2 separate regions of the Drosophila melanogaster genome follow, and region 2 is linked to region 1. Evidence: chromatin contacts called from public targeted proximity ligation data. All regions are on one chromosome and are shown on one strand. The core of a region is the stretch at or near the end of the contact, and the rest is flanking DNA. Distances in the headings are between cores, read along the strand shown. Region 1 holds the start of lncRNA:CR45823 (long non-coding RNA:CR45823). Region 2 holds the start of CG4080.

Region 1 (4,621 bases), core at 725-3,224:
AAACATTCATCGCCATTTGCGTTTTTGCCATAAAAGTTGCTCGTGTTTTGCGGATTGCTGATGTTGCTTTTGCCGTTGAGCAGCGATAAAATCTCTGAAATAAATGCCAAAGAATGACGGTCAGCTGAGGCGGAATCTTGTATACCCTATATACACGGAATCTTGATTTTTTGAAGGTCATAGAAAATATCAAAAAGGTCCCAGTGCAACTGAAATGGTTTGTAAACAAGACAATTAAAAAATACTGTACTGCAAAATGGCTTATACCTTATGAACATAAGCGATGTTAACATCTTTTATATAAGTATAAAATTTGATACACCGTTCTTGCTGATAGAAAAGCTTTTTGTTGTGAAATAATATTATTCTTTTTCTTTAGAATATACTTTGTATAACTTAAAATGAAAGTTCGCAGTTTGTTAGATTTTATTTTGCACACAAAGTAACTACACTGTTTCACTTCATGTCAACACTTCCCCTTTGATCCTTCCTGCTCCCTTTTTCATCTTGAAGTTAATTTATCCTGCGCCCACAACAAAAGGCAAGCACAGCTTGTTAAACATGTAAAGGCAGCACCGATAAAGCCACCAACACCAGAGCTATATATATATATTTGTACGTGTTTGTATGTATTTCTGGATACAAGCTCCAACCTTAGTCAGCAATTTGAAGCGATTCCATGACGACCCCAATGGTCTCGTTTACAAATTAAGCACTTCCAAATGGGCAGCAAATTAATTTTTATTGCGCACAGAGTTATGTAAATTATGGCCAGCACTTCGAGGGCTTGGGGGAAGTAATGTTGGTCTCTTGTTTTCCTTATAGACTAAACAGCTGGCGAAATGCAAAAACTTTGGCAACTTGCTGATATTCTGCCTAAATTCAGTGGGAGAATCTTTTGTTGGAAATTGTCAAAGTTTAGCCAGTTGCGAAATTGACTGGGAATCGGAGGTTTGGAAAAGGGGGGATGATGTCACGCAGACTAAATGGCAGTTTCTATTTAGTGCAGAGCTTTAACCTATATCAGCGGCACAGTTAGTCGCAGCAGTCGCATCATCAGCGCCAACCGGAAACGGAAGTGGCCAACACTTGCCGGCGTCAGTTTCCCTGTGTGTGCGCATGTGTTTGTGCATCTGCGATTATTCGAGGGAGGCTGTCTGCGTGTCTGTGGGACTTAAATTATGTTGCCAGCTTAACGTGGCTGAGATAAGCGCGGCTCGCTTTGATTTTGTCCGCTGCTTCTAGCCAAGTCATTAGCCGGGAATTATGTGTATTTAATTGCAATCATCAGCTAGAAGATTCAACTGGGGCAATGTGTGTGGTTCGGAAGGAGTAGCTTTAGTTGAACCAAGTTTATGGTCGTTATGGCCACCATGTGCTGTTTAATTTACTAACTATCGAGAATTGCAACTTCTCTCTATGTATGAGAAAATTTTAAGTAATTTTAGAAGTTACATCAATAATTAAGTACATTTAACTCGTTGTTTCAGAAAGTAATGGTTCTTGGTCATGGTTCCATTAAAGTTCTTCTTCATCTGAGCCAATTTAATGCTGTCTTCGTGTATTTTTCTGATACCTCTTATATATCCTCTTAGCGTACCAAAAAAAACACGTCTTTCAGAGCAACTTCAGCCATATTTCACCGTGTTGAATATTACAGTTTAGGTGGTACTATATTTTTTGTCCCCATCCCGATGACATTGCCATCTCCTTTCGTGACGTGTGTCGCGTCCTTTTGTGCATGTGGTCGACTTATCATTTATTTATGTGCTTTATTATTATTGTTGCCATTGTTTTTATGCCATTGAAACAATGATCCATGGAAGAGGAAGAGCTCAGATGATTTTCTGTCTGGCTGGCAAATTGAAGTGGCTGCCGGAGCGCAAAAAGAGTGGGTGGAATGGAAATGTTGGGCTGGCTGACATTTCGGAATTACGAGTGCGCTGCTTAAAGTGTCAGTGCTGCCATTGGGAATGCTTTTTGTTAAATAAATTATTTATGGGGCAGGCTGAGAGGCAGGTGTTGTATTCCGCTTCAGCTGGAGACACGTGGCAATGGCCTTTGATGGACCAGAAGAAGAAAAAACCAGGAAGTTTGCATAACCAGGAGAAGGACACTTAAAACCGAAACATTACATATTGTTGTCCTCTATTTTTGCACTTTTCCCACTTGACTCAATGACACCCCGGCAATCAAAAATGGCTCATTAATATGCATAAATAAATTACCGTCGATTTTCGAATCCATCGGCAATTGCAGAACATCAATCAACCGATCGATAAAATAAAAAATGTATTTGCCATAATCAATCAAAGAATATAAATTGGCAATGCAAAGAGTCCATGAATGCCAAGAGGTCAGAATGTCTCAGTTCCGCTCCCCCTTACCCCCTCACTTTTACCACACCCTGCGCTAATTGGCAGTGCAAAGCGAGTGTCCCTGCAACCCACAATCCACCCCCAACGCCCCACCACCCACAGGCCCACTATGTCTGTGGAATCTGCATTCAATTAACGCCGGAAACGCGCGCTAGAAGGAGAAGGGGAAAAGTCGCTGATAAGGACACGGTCACCCAGGAGGAAAAGAGTGCGGCTTTGCTGCAGAGACATGTAATAAATGTTCAACATTCTCGTGCTGCTTTAATTAATACAATTAAATGTCGAGTGTGAATAATTGAAATTGCGCGAGAAGATGACGGAGAATCCCATAAAAGAATTACGCATCGCAGGGGATATTCGAGCTTACTTATGTTTCTCCATGTATACAAAAAAGCGAGTAAATATCAACAAATAAACGATGGAGATGTTTGCTTGAATCAGCTGACAACACATTGGGGATCAGCATAAAAAACCAAACAAATAATTTCATCTTTATACTCGAATTTCGATCGATTCTATAAGTGATTCAAGGTTAAATGCCATTTGAGCTGTTCTCTGATTTTAAGTTGAATTTTCGCAATAAGCTTTCAAGTCAGTAAAGAAAACCCCACAAAGTACAAGGGACAGATTTTATTTACTAAGCCTCTGTGGTAGCCCTTTCAATAGAAATTAAATTTTATTTACCAATCGTTGCAGTTATAAGTTCCGCAACTGCATTCAGGAAGTTTCTAATTCCCTAAGTGCTCTTTCCCGGCCATTTCAAATGTTTTGCGAAATTCCAAAGAAGCTTAAGCAAAGTTGTAAACGCTGGCAAGTCAGAGCACTTCAACTAACTAGAACAACCCGCAACAAGAGCAGCAACACGAACCTGCCAAAGAAAACTTACGCGTTCTGAACTCCATTGTTGTTGCCCTTGTGGGTAGCTGGGTGGTTTGGTGGATCGTTTGGGGTGGTCTACAGGATTTGGTGGGGCTTTTGTGGGCGTGGCCGAGACACTAATTGCCGCCCGGCTACCTGGACTCAGTGCAGCCAGTTCCGGTGATTAAGAATGTAAACCGAAACCAAAACCAACTAGCCAACCTCCAGAGCTACGTGACACGGGACGGCGCAGAGTATCTGCACAGTAACCTGTTGAGCTTGAGATACGCCCGTGTATATATATATGCACGTAATTAAGTATCCGAACTGCTGCAGTAATATTTCATCACGAGATCCTGCTTAGTGTTTTTTCAATTAAAAGTTGTAAATTTTAAATGATGCGACAGCCTCGCCTGCGCAGCTGTGGAGGCTGTGGTAAAAGTTGGACAAACAGGGCCGAGGAAAGTATATAGAATCAGGAGCAGTTGGAAATTAATAAACAGTATGCAATTTTAAACAAGCCAGGCCCAAAATTATGCTCGAGCACCGGTTGACCTGCAAGGCAATGAACCCCGACTAAGGTCATCGTGCACCTAGAGTTCCATTCCACTTCAGGTTCGGCTGGACGGAAAATCTATTATGTAGCTAGCAAGTGGGCTTGGGGTTTTGTTTGCAAGTGCAAGCGCATTATGCAAAAGTTGTTCCCTTGTATTATATTCCATTTTCCGTGCTATTTTCATGGCTTTACCCATTTTTTTATTTTATTTTTTTTTTGGCCGTCATGTAAGGGGCACCGGCTCTTGACGGCGGCTCATGTGGAATAACTGGGTCGTGAGCTCCGGGAAAGCCAAGCTTCCAGCGTGAAAATTGCAATCAATTTTATTATGCTTCCCGGTTGCAGCGCTCTCCTCAGTTTCAGATATATGTGAGTATATATATACATATAGCTGCACAATTGGGCAAATCAGGCAGAACGGCAGGATGCACGGCAGCCATCGCCATACATGTACGTAGATGTGAATCGCGATAGTTGGCGGCGGAACAACGGAGACCCCGAGCGGGTTTCCTGTTTAACACGTGAACGGAGGGGCAGACAGCCGGAGTGAACGGATGCCAGCCCGATGGGGCTTTGAACGCCATTATCCTGAAGCAGGCCAATTGGCTGCCAGAAGGATTGGATCCAGAGCACTATCTTAATCGTTGGCTTATGTTACAGCAAATTAAAGTTAAGTCAAGTCGAACTAAATTACTGATTGTGTTAAGGATGTGGTGGGGAAAAGGAAGTGGGACCAAATGGTTGCTTGAAGCAACGGATGCCGAATAGTGTGACCATGGTAATCAATAAGGGTAAATTAATGTATTGTATAGGTAAACTAAGCAAAAGG
Region 2 (4,621 bases), core at 1,512-4,011, 550 kb before region 1:
ATACGCATACCACACGTTTTCAGTGTTCTCGCTCTCTCTCTCTTGTCAAGACATCGCGCGCGTGTGTGTGGGTGTGTTCTTCTTTAGCTACATATACATAAATAGGAGAGCGGAGAGACAAATATGGAAAGAATGGAAAAAGAGTGAATTACTGCAATTAACCAGTCGCGAACAGTTAAATCATATTTTTGTCGGCCATTGCAGTAAATAAACCGTTGGCTTTCCCTCTTCACTTTCCACCTCCTTTCTTTGACGTTAATTTTTTTCAGTTAATCGCGCCGCTGCTTTGAACTCGAACACGAATTTTAGCCGCAACATAAAATAAAATCAAGTAACTCTTTTAACTCAAATATAAAACAACAATTCCAATTCTTTCAACAGGCAATCTGTGTTTTTATGTCAGATACGTGCGCGTGTGTGTGTGTGCTGTAATTCCATCGCCCCTTTCGATTCCGAGTTCGTTAGGAACAGCATTAGTTCGCCTATTTTAGTAGTAGCCTAGTCCGATTTTAAGTGAAACAGGATACTCCAACACCATATACTCAATAATTAGTTACAACACCCACTCAACCATACAGCAACAACAAGTTTAACGAGTTTTTTGTATTATCATTACTTAGTTTTTTGGTTAATAATACACAAGTGAAGAGCGAACTGCAGGGGAGCGAGATATCACGAAACAATCCAAAATCCACACACACTCAAACAGAAATCAAAAGCTTCGCTCTCTCGCACACACACGCACCAACCAACTATCAACTATCACAAACACCGCGACAGAGAGAGAGCGGCAAGTGAATCACGGCGAATCGAAACCGATCCGAACCCACTCCGGAGCCGAAAAAGAACTGATCCTACCATCAAACGCATCCAATAAACACGGCCGCCAACATGCAGAGCGACTTTCACAGAATGAAGAACTTTGCCAATCCCAAGTCCATGTTCAAAGTAATACTCTCAGTGCGCCTGTCGCTAAGCCAAGCTAATCTAATCTTCTGATTCCCCTTCCCATCCATTGCCATCTTCTCCCGCAGACCAGCGCCCCCAGCACCGAGCAGGGTCGTCCGGAACCACCAACTTCGGCTGCAGCGCCCGCCGAGGCTAAGGATGTCAAGCCCAAGGAGGACCCACAGGAGACTGGTGAACCAGCAGGCAACACTGCAACCACTACTGCTCCTGCCGGCGACGATGCTGTGCGCACCGAGCATTTATACAAACACCCGCTCATGAATGTCTGGACGCTGTGGTACCTTGAAAACGATCGGTCCAAGTCCTGGGAGGACATGCAAAACGAGATCACCAGCTTCGATACCGTCGAGGACTTCTGGAGCCTATACAACCACATCAAGCCCCCATCAGAGATCAAGCTGGGTAGTGACTACTCGCTATTCAAGAAGAACATTCGGTGGGTTTGCTGTTTATTGCAATTCTGCCAAGATAACCTTTACTAACTGATATCTCATTTGCAGTCCCATGTGGGAGGATGCAGCCAACAAACAGGGCGGTCGTTGGGTCATTACCCTTAACAAAAGCTCCAAGACCGATCTGGATAACCTATGGCTCGATGTGGTAAGTGCACAAAGAAACGAGTGGTGAGCGGATGGTCTATTTATAGTGAATGTACATTCTTGAAATGCAAAAATATAGAAATAGGTGTATGATTTTGCAATATAAATTATAACTTATAGAAAATATCAGCTAAAAATACGCTAGTGCTAGCTTTTGTCTTAGGAACATTCAATAGTGAGCTTATATCATAAATATTTTTCGCATATGAGTAACTACAACTGTTTTGCCTTCCAGCTGCTCTGCCTGATTGGTGAGGCCTTCGATCACTCTGATCAGATCTGCGGCGCTGTTATAAACATTCGCGGCAAGAGCAACAAGATATGTAAGTTTTCACGCACACCCAACTTCAGCGGAATTCCTTTGTTTAACGATTAATGCTTTCCAGCCATCTGGACTGCCGACGGAAACAACGAGGAAGCTGCCCTTGAGATTGGTCACAAGCTGCGCGATGCCCTGCGTCTGGGACGCAACAACTCGCTGCAGTATCAGTTGCACAAGGACACGATGGTCAAGCAGGGCTCCAACGTGAAATCGATCTACACTTTGTAGGCGGCTAATAACTGGCCGCTCCTTATTCGGTCCGATCCCACACTGATTATTTTGTCTTTCATTTATTTATCGTTATAAGCAACAGTAGCGATTAATCGTGACTATTGTCTAAGACCCGCGTAACGAAACCGAAACGGAACCCCCTTTGTTATCAAAAATCGGCATAATATAAAATCTATCCGCTTTTTGTAGTCACTGTCAATAATGGATTAGACGGAAAAGTATATTAATAAAAACCTACATTAAAACCGGATACTTTTGATCTTTGATTTTGGAGATATTTTAAAATAGAAAAAAGTTAACCTATATTGTTTTTGGGATAATTACTTGTTGTATTACTAAAACGAGCTTGTATCCTAATATGGGCACCTAAAGCAAAACTTCCAAATTTGGAATTCAATTTGTTGCTAAAAATACGTTAGCAATTTCTAGGGTGGCCAAAAAAAAATGTGTATCGATATATCGATAGGTTTCCTAAATAGACATTAAAATAATTTTAGCTTTTTACTTATATTGTTAGAGTAAATACGTTTGTATTTAAAAAATAAGTCAGTATTTTTTTTTTATTAACCTATTATTGAATTTTATATGAGTGAGAGCTTTTCCATTCAGCCAAGAACGGTCACACTGCATGTGACATGTTTCAATTGTGTAGGCGCAGTCACACTGGTCGCGTCGCTCGTAGATATCGTGTAAGGATATGTCTCCGTGTTTAGCTAAATAAAATACATAAAATATATGTGCAATTCTAACAAGCATAGCCATTTAGCGTAGAGTAGTGGAACGAACAGCTCGTACCGGGCCAGTAACAACAAATTAACAAGCAAACGCACTAAAGTTTGTCGCGGAATAAAGATATAATAATAGACCAGCTAACCAACACAAACAAACACACACACGGCCAGAAGTTCGTTGGCGTTGAAAGGGAAAAATGAAACGAAATGAAAGGAGAATAACAGTGCAATAGATTCGGTTTACATTGTGCAAAAAATCGAAGTAGCCCCTGCCAACAGGGTCGCTAAAAATAAAGAAGGCGACAGCCTCTGTTTATCGTTGGGAATAAACAAATATATGGCCAGCGGAGGAGAATCATAACAAAGGCGCAAGACTAGCCAGCATAAAAGACAAAGGAGCTCTCCTCCCCCGCGTCCGCCACCCCCCTCCCTTTTTGGGGTTGAAAACCCCCCACGCGTTGCGGTGCAGCATCGCCCCGACTATGCGATACCCTGCAATCGAGTTTATAGTGCTATAGAGAGAGAGAGAGAGAGCGAGTTACGAACAAAATGCCTTGCGACAACGCCAAAACCTCTTCGGATATCGAGCATGTGGATTGGAATTCCGGCCAGCACTATGCGAATGTCAGGTGAGTTTTGAATGCCCTTGATATGGCCAAAAAAAAAGGAATCCTATAAGTTATTCAAGTACACCAAAGAACAAAAAAAAAAGTAAAATAAAGAAAAACGAGAAATAAAATAAAATCAAGTGCAAGCACGCAATTGAAAAATCGTGGGATGGTTGACATTCTTCTTGGCATTGTCCATTGTTTATTTATAGCCAGGAAACGGACATGATTTAAATGTTTGATTGTTCGTCGTTTGGGAAATCACAATAATTAAGTTCTCAACGCAGGCTGCAAGTGCTAAAAATCAATGTGTGTTCTTTGCGCCACAATAAACAAATCCAGCTGTCCATACCGACACGCAGATAAGATATACCTTAATCGAAATGAAAACGAAAATAACCCAATTTCAAGCAGCGATTGATTCATTCCCTTAATTTGTTGCTCTGCACCAACATCAACTGTTGAGATCTCAATCGTCGTAATCCCCATCTAACGCCTGCTAATGACAATCATTAGGCAATAGTTAACAACATTGACTTGTACTTACTTACTTACCATACTAGTTCCATGCCGATCGGCAACTTCGATTGAAATGCAAATATGGACACTACGATGCTGGGAAGGTGACAAGATCTTGACGCGAGGCGCCAGCTGTTATCTGTTTATACAATTATAGGTTTATAAATTACGCGCGATTTATTTATATTGCAATCTGACGTGACAGCGGGGCATTGACCATACCCAATACTCTTACGACTTTTAATGAAGCCAATGAGGTCTAAAATGAAGATAAATCATAAATATAATTATATATCAGTCATTGAAGACGTTCTCCATAACTAAAGCAGTTTAATGGTACTGGCTTTTCGATTCACTTAATTCGTATTGTTTGGTATTAGTATTTGTGGCTACCAACTTTTATTTGCCTCATAGATGTTGTATCTTTATCTTTAGTTATTCATCAAATTTTCAATGGAACGCTCTTAAATAAACATATTTACTCAATTGTATTTGAATGTTGAGAAATGCGGCTCTTGCGTAGCTATAATTTATATATGTATGCTCGTATTTTGTGAAATACAGACCGTTCAACACCCCCGATGTCAGTGTGATGAGCCTTATCACCTGGCCATCGCAAATCTAATCTGTCGCCGGAGTGAG

What was found.
Region 2: a targeted proximity ligation map of the Kc167 cell line shows a contact between it and region 1, with 2.6 times the contacts expected there. A contact is called at or near these places in 1 of 107 Hi-C or Micro-C datasets (wing imaginal disc) and 1 of 7 datasets of targeted methods (the Kc167 cell line).

Annotation. Positions count from the first base shown.
Region 1 is chr3L:8,843,167-8,847,787 of dm6, reverse strand. lncRNA:CR45823 (long non-coding RNA:CR45823) reads left to right here and starts at 1,974. Exons shown (of 1, transcript NR_133192.1): 1 at 1,974-2,844. The region is part of intron 1 of dally (division abnormally delayed); the gene reads right to left.
Region 2 is chr3L:9,397,367-9,401,987 of dm6, reverse strand. CG4080 reads left to right here and starts at 2,761. Exons shown (of 6, transcript NM_001259766.2): 1 at 2,761-3,481. The coding sequence starts at 3,402. eIF4E1 (eukaryotic translation initiation factor 4E1) reads left to right here. Exons shown (of 6, transcript NM_168335.2): 2 at 382-948; 3 at 1,035-1,405; 4 at 1,470-1,569; 5 at 1,804-1,891; 6 at 1,955-2,370. The coding sequence starts at 892. The coding sequence ends at 2,118.